Regions from separate parts of the Rattus norvegicus genome. Here region 1 is linked to region 2. Evidence: chromatin contacts called from public Hi-C data. All regions are on one chromosome and are shown on one strand. Each heading gives the region's core, a stretch centred on a gene start, on an enhancer-like site or on the middle of the called end of the contact. The rest is flanking DNA. Distances are from core to core; before and after follow the strand shown. Region 1 has its middle 62 kb from the start of Eif4e. Region 2 has its middle 6.5 kb from the start of Metap1.

What was found. Hi-C and Micro-C count contacts between places; a contact is called where the count stands out from the background.
Region 1: a contact with region 2 is called in a Hi-C map of the A7r5 cell line, with 2.5 times the contacts expected there. The contact joins two enhancer-like sites. A contact is called at or near these places in 7 of 12 Hi-C or Micro-C datasets (the A7r5 cell line, the Rat2 cell line, frontal cortex and 4 more).

The regions. Positions count from the first base shown.
Region 1 is chr2:229,800,065-229,805,132 of GRCr8, reverse strand. No RefSeq gene overlaps it. Among named protein-coding and RNA genes, the nearest start is that of Eif4e, 62 kb to the right of the region's middle. Within about 2 kb of position 1,777, at least 33 of the 93 cell types and tissues checked have an H3K27ac peak or open chromatin away from gene starts, as enhancers often do.
Region 2 is chr2:229,701,587-229,706,910 of GRCr8, reverse strand. No RefSeq gene overlaps it. Among named protein-coding and RNA genes, the nearest start is that of Metap1, 6.5 kb to the right of the region's middle. Within about 2 kb of position 2,305, at least 1 of the 93 cell types and tissues checked has an H3K27ac peak or open chromatin away from gene starts, as enhancers often do.

The DNA of each region.
Region 1 (5,068 bases), core at 528-3,027, 99 kb before region 2:
AACTTAATGTTTTCTATTTTAATTGGTTTCCAATGAGTGGGAAGCAATTGTTTTCTAACTGGGGTGACTTTGAAAAGAAAGAAACTATGGGGGCAAGGGAACCAGATTGAAAACCCACCATGCCACAGATAATGATATAAAATGTACCTCACAGAGAGTAGTCAAAGGCTCTCTGTATATTCAAGTGCTACTCAGAGAAACAGCCCGGGTCATGTGAGAGAGTCTGCTATTTCCAGGTAGGAAAGAGTGCCCCCAGATTCTACAGACACACATGAGAAGAAAACCCTACCCTTTCACCCCATTGCTGGATTCTTCCTCAAGCATTTCTCAAAAGCCCTCCTAAAACGTTTAGCAAAAGCTTTTCAACTCAGAACACACAGGTTTGCCATGCGGAAGTAAATCAACCATTCTGCCTTGGGCTTTTCCTCCATCAACCGCTTAGAAAGCTTGACTTGAATTGTTTACAAGGCTGACCTTCAACTCCCCATTGCCACAGCTGATATCTTCATCATCCCTGAGTTCTCCAACCTCTCTCTCTCTCTCTCTCTCTCTCTCTCTCTCTCTCTCTCTCTCTCTCTCTCAATATTGCTAAGTTGTGTGACTGAATGTCCCTCTAAGGGAGAATATGGTGCGTGGCACCCAGGACAGACCCGGTGGGTTTTATTTTTCTGTGTAATTCGATGCCATGGGTTGTGTTATTGTTAGAACCCGACAAGGACACAATGAAAGAAAATATAGCGCTCTGTCCTGGTCCTGAGGAGTTCAATAATGCACTGGGTAAGTAATTACATACAGCTACTCAGGCGAGTGATATATGACATGAATTATAATGAGCTGGACATCCTGGGTTGGTTTCTGGGATAGAGGAACCTGGATTGGGGACATACCTCTATCAGAGTGCCTGTGGGCAAGCCCACAGATTAACTTGACTGAATGAGAGAACTAACTCACTGTGAGCAGAGCCACCCCTGGGCAGGGGGTTCTGAAAACCCCTGGGTAGGGGGTCTTGAGTGGCAGATTCAGCAAGCCATGGGGAGCAAGCCAGTAAGCAGCACTCCTCTGTGGTTTCTGCTTCAGTTCTTGTCTCCAGGCTCCTGCCCTGTCTGTGTTTCTCACTGGCGTCCTTCGATTTTGGACTACGATCAGACACACAAGCCATTTCCTCCCCAAGGCCATATGTCCATCTCAGCAGTATGTCGCTGAGGTGCTGAGTGAGTGAGTAACCGGGCGGGGCAGCGTTTCAGCTGCCTTGACTGCAGAAGGCACTTCTGAGGAGGTGTGGCTGGCACAGAGACCAGAGTGAAGCCCACAGCATCTCAGGGGACACATCGCATCGCCACAGCACAGAAACCGAAGTTTAAGGGAAAGGTTTAGCTCCAATAGCAAAGGCCTGCACAGGGAGGGTAAGAGAAGGAAACTTAAATGAGATTTGATGGACCTTGAAGGTCTGTAAAGGACCCTGGAAAGGTTCTGGGCAGGTGGGTGACACAATCTGGTTTATGGTTGATAAGTAAAATCAAACTGAGAGGGTAGTAGGAGCAGAAACAGAAAGGCTGACTAGTTCAAAGCCAGTGTGATGTCCAAAGGAGAATGAGCTATGAAGGGAGGGCAGGAATGGTGAATGTGAAGAGAAAGGCAGGAAGAACATTAGCCACAGAGGAGAAAGATGTTCTTTGTGACCTGGAGGAAGGCAGAAAGCGTAGTGCCCATGCCCAGGAGGCGGAGCAGGGCCATCAAGACACACAGTAGAGCAGCAGGTGGCAGGAGAGAGCATAGTTCTGAAGGGTTTTGGCTCCTACGGAAACAAGAAGTCTAGGAAGAAGTTGGAGAGCAGGCAAGGACTCCGTCACAGAGATTAAGAAGCTGCTGTGAGGTGGCCAGGAAAGCAAAAGCATTGGGACATTGTAGGAGCCAATCTCAGGGCTAAGTCTCGAGTCAGGAGTTCATTTATTTGCTTGAGGTAACTGGAGAAACTCGTCCGGATGCATGCCCCATGCATGGCTAGGGTTAAAGATGATTAAGAAGTCATTCCCAGATTAGTACAGTGGTGCACACAACTTTAGTCTCGTCACTCAACAAGCAGAGGCGGGTGGGTCTCTGAGAACAGGCCCTGGAACACACCAAGCTTAGTAGAGGGGCCTTAAACTGCCACTATGAAGACTGTCACGGTGCCCTTCTGACCCTGAGAGAATCAGACAAGATGGCCGAGTGGTTGGGGTGGGAGGCAGCAGCCCACACATCTTAAGTCAAAGCTGCACTGCTGTGCTGACATTAGTGAGGAACACCCAGCACCGCGCACCCGTTTTTCTAGGAAAAACTGCGATCAAGCGCCCGTTGTACCCCATTGGTGAACACAGCTGTGGATCCCTGGCTTTCTTCCCACCCTTGACACGGGATCCTTTAAGGTGACCTAAGTCCTGCCCCGGAGCTGAAGGAGATCCGAGTGGAGACAGAGCCATTCACCGGAGAAACAATACCCCATAGAGCATCCCTCCTGCCAACTGTACCGCACTGTCTCTGCAGCTGCTACCCTGCTATGGGCTTCCAACCCACTGCAGCCAGAAATGACCCACAAGGGAGGCTGGCTGCTGGGTCACTCACTGCAAGACAAGGTGTGGGCTAAGGCCAGAGTCCACATTGAGCATGCCCGGTCCACCTATGGCGCCACAGCCAGAATGCCCTCCTGCTCAGGCACTGCCAGTATTTGGGACCTGGCCATTGCTTGCCAACGTGAGCCCCTAAAAGCCAGTCGGGATCAGCAGCAGAAAGCTTCCATGCAAGTCTGCCAGAAGAACAGCCACCTTCCTGGGTGATAACATCAAAAGCCAGTGTCACCAAGAATACCAGGAACAATGTTATCAGCAAGTCAGAGATAGGGGAGTGTGTGTGGAGGCACGATACAAGTTCTCATTAAAATGATGGCCATAGCTGGCAAGATCAAGTGGAAAATAGAAGATGTTTAACTGTTTAGTTAGAATAGATATCTGAGCTTGGCTAGTGACCAGTACCTGTGAGTCCAGCACTGAGGAAACAGCACAGGACATTTTTTCCTTTTTTTTTTCTTCCTTTATTTAGTTACTTTACATCCCAATCTCTGCCCCCCTCCTCTTGGTCTTCTCCTCACATAGTCCTTCCTCCCATCTCTCCTCCCCTTCTCCTCTGAGAGTGTAGGGGCTCCCCCTGAGTACCCCCCCCCCGAGCCTGGCACATCAAGTTTCTGCAGGACTAGAAGCATCCTCTCCCACTGAGGCTAGACAAGGCAGCCCGCTTGGGGGAACGGGTTCTACAGACAGATAACAGCTTTAGGGGCAGCACCCCTGCTCCAGTTATTAGGGAGAAGGACATCATTTTGAGACCAGTTTGTATTATATAGCAAGACCCTGTGTCAACACTAACACACACACACACACACACACACACACACACACACACACACACACACAGAGCACACACACACTCCTCTGAACCCAAACTTTTGAAATCTGAACCCACAGGTCCAGGTGTGTTTTGCTTAGGTCTGTAATTAAGACACAGCCTCCTGCAAATACCCACAAGCCCCGGTGTTTATGAATAGAAGCATCGAAAATTACAGTTTGCAAATCTCTCTCAGATCTCTCCAGACCGTGGCCTTCTGCCAGCATTCTGTCATCAAATCTACAGAGCCGACGTGACAGCTATGCTAAACAAGAACCGTGCGTGGCAGGGAAAACAGCCAGCACATCAATCCATCAGCATCCTGCTCACACACCCAGTGTTGGTTATTAAGATTTTCTTGGGTCAAATCGCCACCATCATTGACACCATTAATGCGTGCGACTAAGTGATGTATTTCAAGAGTCAGGCTTTGGGCGTTTTGCAGTTGGGGCCCAAGGCTAATCAAAATGCTCATAAACCCAGGCTTGGTCCCAGCAGCATCTTCCTCGGGATAACAAATAGTTAGTCCGATGCAATGAAACCACAAGTCAAAGTCTGATTCATGATTTTCATAATGACATTCTGGGGCCACATCCATTAGCTTTTGTTTAAAGTGTCCCCAATTGCTACTCGAAGGATCTTTTGTGAAGTGAGCATTCAGTTACAGTTTCTGATGGATGATGGTTCAACCCCATGTTTCGACTTACAGTGATATGAAGGCAGCATGTGCTGTACAGAAACCACTGGACTTTTAAATGTTGGATCTCTCCGGCTCGCCCTGTGAAGCATAGTCGTCTTCCGGTGCTCGGTGGCAGCCACTGGTCCCAGTCAGCCATGTATGTGATCATGAGGGCACTCCGTGCTTCTGAATATCAGGAATTTAAGTTTCCAGGGGGTGTCCTAGAAGTCAGTTAAAACAAATAGGGCCTGGAGAGATGGCTCGGCCGTTACAAGCATTGGTGCTCTTCCAGAGGATGCAGGTTCAATTCCCAGCACCAACCTGGCAGCTCTCAATTGTCTGAAACGCCACGATCTGACACCCTCACATGCAGACACACACGTAGGCAAAACATCAATACACATAAACTTTTTTTAAAATGAAAAAAGAAAGAAAGAAAGAAAACAGCCCACCAACAAGCAAGCGAAAACCAGAATACAAAAGGAACAGTCAGGGCTCAGATATGAAAACAGCACATGTCATCGCTGCCCACAGAAGTGGGAAATAAGACTGGAGGACCTGTTTTTAACCACCCGACTGGAGGGAAATCCAATATAAATTTTAGTCTAGTCATTTATCTGTACAGTCCAGTAATGGTGGGTTCCTTTTTCTTCCGTTACAAATAAATTGTTACTCTAAAAATGCCACTCTGAGAGTCCACCTCTGGGAAGTGACCCTGATACAGTTCTACAAAGCCCTTTAGAGTAGAGCGGGAGAGGGCCGTGCAAACCTCTGCTATTAGCCCAGCCTTTGCCTCTGCGGGCAGGCTTTGTCCTTGCAATGTTGCTCCATCCTTCGAAAAGAACCGACTGCTTCCACTGATCCTTTTGTCCAACCCAGCAGGAGTCTTTTTTTTTTTTTTTTGGTTCTTTTTTTCCGGAGCTGGGGACCGAACCCAGGGCCTTGTGCTTCCTAGGCAAGCGCTCTACCACTGAG
Region 2 (5,324 bases), core at 1,056-3,555:
GCTCCAAAAAAAAAAAAAAGAAAAAGGAAAAAAGAAAAAAAATTTGACTATCATTTTTTGACACAGAGTCCCTATTATGTAGCCCTGAAATTCTCATGTAGACCAAGATGGTCTCCAAGTCACAGAGATGCACCTGTCTCTGCCTCCCAAGTGCTGGGCTTAAAGGTGCTTGCTGCCAGGTCCAGCAGTTTAAAGTACTGGGACTTGAAGACAGTTATAGCAGTTAGTGTAAACTGTGGGCGGGGCAAGTGAGCTATGCCGTCAGACAGAAAAGCTGGTAAGGTTGAGTTAGCCCGAACGCTGTGAAATTCAGAACTGAGTATGGTAGGCAAGGGGCCAGCTCCCTGCCAAACTCTACCTGCTCTGGAACAGGTAACCAACACACCCACTGGGAGGCCCATAGATAGCAATCAGTCACCGGGAAAACGCCTGCGCTAGCATCTCGTACTGAGCCAATGGGAAGCGTCTACCCCTATCGCACCCTACTCCTCAATGTTTATCAAGTCCCCATCCACACTGAGAATCGTCTGGGAGTGGCTGTTTTACTGAGCTGTAACATTCTGGGGAAGAGTTTTCTCTCCGGAAGCATTCATTGCTGGAACTTAGACTTGCATAGTAGGCCAGGCTCTGCCATTCCTACTGCACATCTTAGCCGCCCAGGATTGCCTGCTGTCTACACCCCCCCCCCGTACCCCCCCACCCACCCCGCTGCCGCCACCAATGCCACTGCTGCTGCTGGCTTTGGCATTGCCACGGTAGCAGGCGAGACCTGGGACCCAGGCTACCGGTTAAACTCATTTTATGAGTAATATAATAGTTCATCGACAAATAGAGAAGTTGTAATTATGTAGGCGGTCGTCTACCAGCCCAAACAAAGGCCTCTGAAGAAATGAAACCTGCCAACACCATAATTGCGAATTCCTGGCCTCTTTGACTGTGAGAAATAAGCTCGTGTTGGCTGAGCGTCCAAGTCGGTAGTGTTTCAGTACGGCACTGCTTTACGTTTCAACTATGGCTTTATTTTGGGCAGTCTACGCCTGCCTCCCAGGAATCCATAGACACTGCTGCCCCTCCCCCAGCCAGGCCAGTCCTCTGACAGTTCCAGTCTTTTGCCTGTTGCTGACAACACTCACAGGAAGGCTTTGCTAATAAGCCACGAATTCATCAAACACGTTTTTTCTTGAGAGAGATAGAAGATGACAATTTGATTCTTCTAAATATTTTCATCCCACCATACTGTCAGGAGCATGTCACTTCTCCGGTCAGCGGTGTCTGTTTTTATTTCTTCTCAAGTAGGGTGGAAGCCCTGGAAGGCTGTCTCGTTGGTCCTGGACTTTTCGGAGTTTCGCAGAAGCATTTTATCTACTCTTATTTAGTTTATAGAAATGCAGGATCAAGGGCTTATAAATAATGCCAATGGTTTAAATTAAAAATGATGCTAGGACTTACAATTCAGTGCTGTTCATTGTTATAAAAGACCTCAACAGTAATGAACACAGAATCACTTGAGAATCCCTAGAGATGCATTACTGAGATTCTTGTTAGAAAGGCTGTTACTGAGAAAGAACGTGCCTGAACGTAGCTAGTGTTTGGAAGAGAAACACGGTTTTATTGTGAGGTGGAAAAGGAGCTTGTGTCATATTATTCATTGTGATGTTGATGAGACTGGGCTAAAACAAAGCAAAGTGGATGGGCAATCCAAGGTTGCCCGTTGCTAGCTTTTGAATCACGGTTAGATTAAATAGCATCGCATAGTCCCCAAGGCCATTCTCACAGGAGCAGCTGTACTCACAGGGATGAAGTTGTGTTCTCACAAAGGCATCCTGACCTTGGTGGTACGCTTGACCTCTTCTTTGAGAACCTCTTAGCCAGTGCCCCACGGATTTCAACTCTTCGATGGCTTTTAGACATGCCCAGAATACAGCTGAAACACAGCCCTGCCATAAATCAATGCCTATGAATGCCTACTATAAAATCCTGATTTACATGCTACATGGTGTGGCTGTGTGAAGCTTCACAAACACTAACTAGAAAGCAACGGCCAAAGAGAACCACTTTGCTAAGACAGGGACCAACAGAATGCAGCGAGCTCAGCACTGCCACAGTGTAAGGCTGTGACAGAGGTGTCTGTCGGAAGCTGGCAGATGTATTTGCCAAATAGATGCTCGTCTTTTATTTCCAAGCCCATTCAGTATTGTGTGCTTATCTAAACCATCTACTCGGAAGACATAACAGATCCTTAGTACAATTTGCAGCCAAGTTGGAAGTATGAAAACGGGTAGTGTTTCCTCTCTCTTCTTGCTAAGCCATTGCTATAAATATCCGCGGACTGTCAAGGGCTGTCAACTCTGAGTAACCAAGGGCTAGCTCCTAGCAGTGTCTTCTACCCTACAGATAATATATATATCTTTCATAGTTAAAATGAGAACGTTTGGGGCTGGAGAGATGGCCCAGCGGTTAAGAGCACTGAACTGAGCGCTCTTTCAGAGTCCCTGAGTTCGATTCCCTTCAGCCACATGGTGGCTCACAAGCATCTGTGATGGGGATTCGATACCCTCTTCTGGTGTGTCTGAGGACAGCGACAGTGTGTTCACATGCGTGAAATAAATTAATCTTTTAGAAAAGAGTTTTAAAAAGTGAGAAAGTTTGAAGTTTGCATTGAATTGATGATGTATATGTCAAATATGCTATAGTTTTGCTTAAGTCCAGTGACTCAGTTTCCCGTCTTTATTGCAAGCACTCAAGACAGAAAACCAGAGCAGGGCCGACTCTACACCTTAGCTACAAACCCACTTGAAAAATTACTTTTAGTTCAACTTGTCTGTAATCGATCTTGGAATTGTGTTGTGATATGCTGTAGACTGTGTCGTGGAGAGGAAGTAAATCCTCTGGGCCTCTTGCCAACCCAACCGGGCCAGACCATGCTACCTGCCATCTTAATAGGCTTGATGGCGTTGAGGGAAACCAGATGTGAACCACGTATTTCCAATGAAACGTTGCTGGGCTTGACTGACATTTACCTTCAGCACTCCATTTCCGACGACAGAGTTATATTTAACACAAAATTCGTGTCAATCCATTTCCAGGCTGAATTATAGAACAAAGCCTTTTTTTTTGTTGTTTGTTTGTTTTGTTTTTTTTCTCTCTTTCAGAAACATACTTTCACTAAGACGCTAGATTTTCTTTCTTTCTTTCTTCCTTCCTTTCTTTCTTTCTTTTTTTTTTTTTTTGATGCTAGATTTTCTAATATTTTGGGCTTCCTTACTCTCTCTCTCTCTCTTTAAAGCCCCAACCCCACCCTCAATGTGGCCGCTTGCTGGTCTGATTTGCCAGTTTAAATATTATGGCTTTTTCCTTCTCTCCTATCTTATGGGCAGCTACAGAAGTTTACATCTTGATTGCCCTGAAGTTTTCTATTTTAAACTCTAATAAAATTGCCCTTGAGCTTCTATTTGAATCTATGATTAAATTCTTTTATTAACCAGACCGAGAACTTCGAGAGCACCCAGATTTCACCTGTATCAGGAAACCCTAGAGATGGATTTACAGGCAACGCTGAGTCATCTAATGTGGGTGTCGGGAACTGTCCTCTGCAAGGCTAGTAAGCCTCCTAGCTCTGAAGTCATCTCTGCCCCCTGACTTTTTTTTTTTTTTAAGTAAATGTTACCTAAAATTGTTGCTAACTGTAACAACAGCACTGTGTCCTAGGTTTAGAAGTAGCACAGAATAGACATTGTTAGATATTGATTAACTGGAACCCAGAAGGTCAGCAAAAGTTTAATGGGCTAAGTAGTCTTAGTGCTAGGCTGGATCTTAAAGAAATAGAATCAAGTGTGGTATCCCACATTTGAAGTACTAACATTTGGGAAGCTGAGGTAGGGCTGGCATAATTCAAGGCCAGCCTGGGCTACAGTTAGTACAGCTGTCCAACCATATCATGAAAGGACCAAAACCGGGAGCTGCCTGCAGAGATCATTAAGGTGTAGTCCTAACTCAGAAGAATGTAACTTCACATCTCTTTTTATTTTACACACACACACACACACACACACACACACACACACACACACACACAGAGTAGTTGTTTCCAGACTCACCAGAAGAGGGCATCGGATCCCCATTACAGATGATTGTGAGCCCCATGTGGTTGCTGGGATTTGAACTCAGGACCTCTGGAAGGAGTCAGTGCTCTTAACCACTGAGCCATCTCTTCAGCCCCATGTTACATTTCTTTATGCCCCTCTCTCCCCAGTACTGGCCAAAGGCTTTCCCTGCCACTCTGAGTTTTGTCACTATTTCTCCTATGCCCTTTATCCTTTTGCCATGTAGACAAGAAGCCTCAGGTGCCAACGGTGTGGTTGTCTCCCTCTTTTCTGTTTCCCTTCTAGTGGCTGCCAACATTTACAGCTTTCCTGCCTTGTTTTTCTCTAAACTCAGGTTTCCTCTTGGGTCGATTTTTAAATTTTTATCGGAAAGACTGAGGGTAATAGAAGTAATGTATTTTCTATCAGAAGTGACCTACAGGAAACTTAACCTTTGGAAGGCTACTTTTGAACCGTCACCTCCTTGTAAAATGGTGTTTCCACAAAGGACTGCACTCTTGAAACTTGGTGGCCTGGAGTGCCTGACCTGGTTCCTTATTTTCTTCATTTCCTTCCCTCTGATTGTTTGAAAATTAGGCAACTTCCAAAGCATATGGGATCAGACTCCACCCAGTGGGGAAAAGACACACTACACTGGAGTTACGATAGAAACCGATCACATTTCCTGCTCTGCACTTGCTGCTTGAATGAAGCAACACACTCTTTTGTAAAAGTAAATGCTGCCTTGCCAATGGTGAAGAAGAAGGAGGAGGAGAAGGAGAAGAAGAAAGGAATGATAGGAGGTCAGGAGGAAAGAATGATGAAGAAACTGTAAGGATGAAATTGAAATTGCAACGTATTCAGCTGACAACTAGGCAATTAGAGATTACGAAGAGGGGTAAAGACTCATGACAGAAGACGCTCACAAATTAAGCCAGAGCCATACATAAACATGTTTTGAACATTGTAGGTGACGATTTTCAATAGCTTTCTGTCTTTTGAAATATGTGAATTTTCAGAGTATAGGTCAGTTATGCTACACACACACACACACACACACACACACTCCACAGTTTTGGTTTGATATTTCCTTCTGATTAGGATTGGTTATGTATTTATGCCAGCTTCTTCATGGTTCACATAAGAAAACGTACAAAATTGATTTGTACTTTCCTGTACGGTTCACTTAGACAACGTGTATCTCCATTATAAAGTTATTCTCTTTCCTTCTCAGTGTTTTGT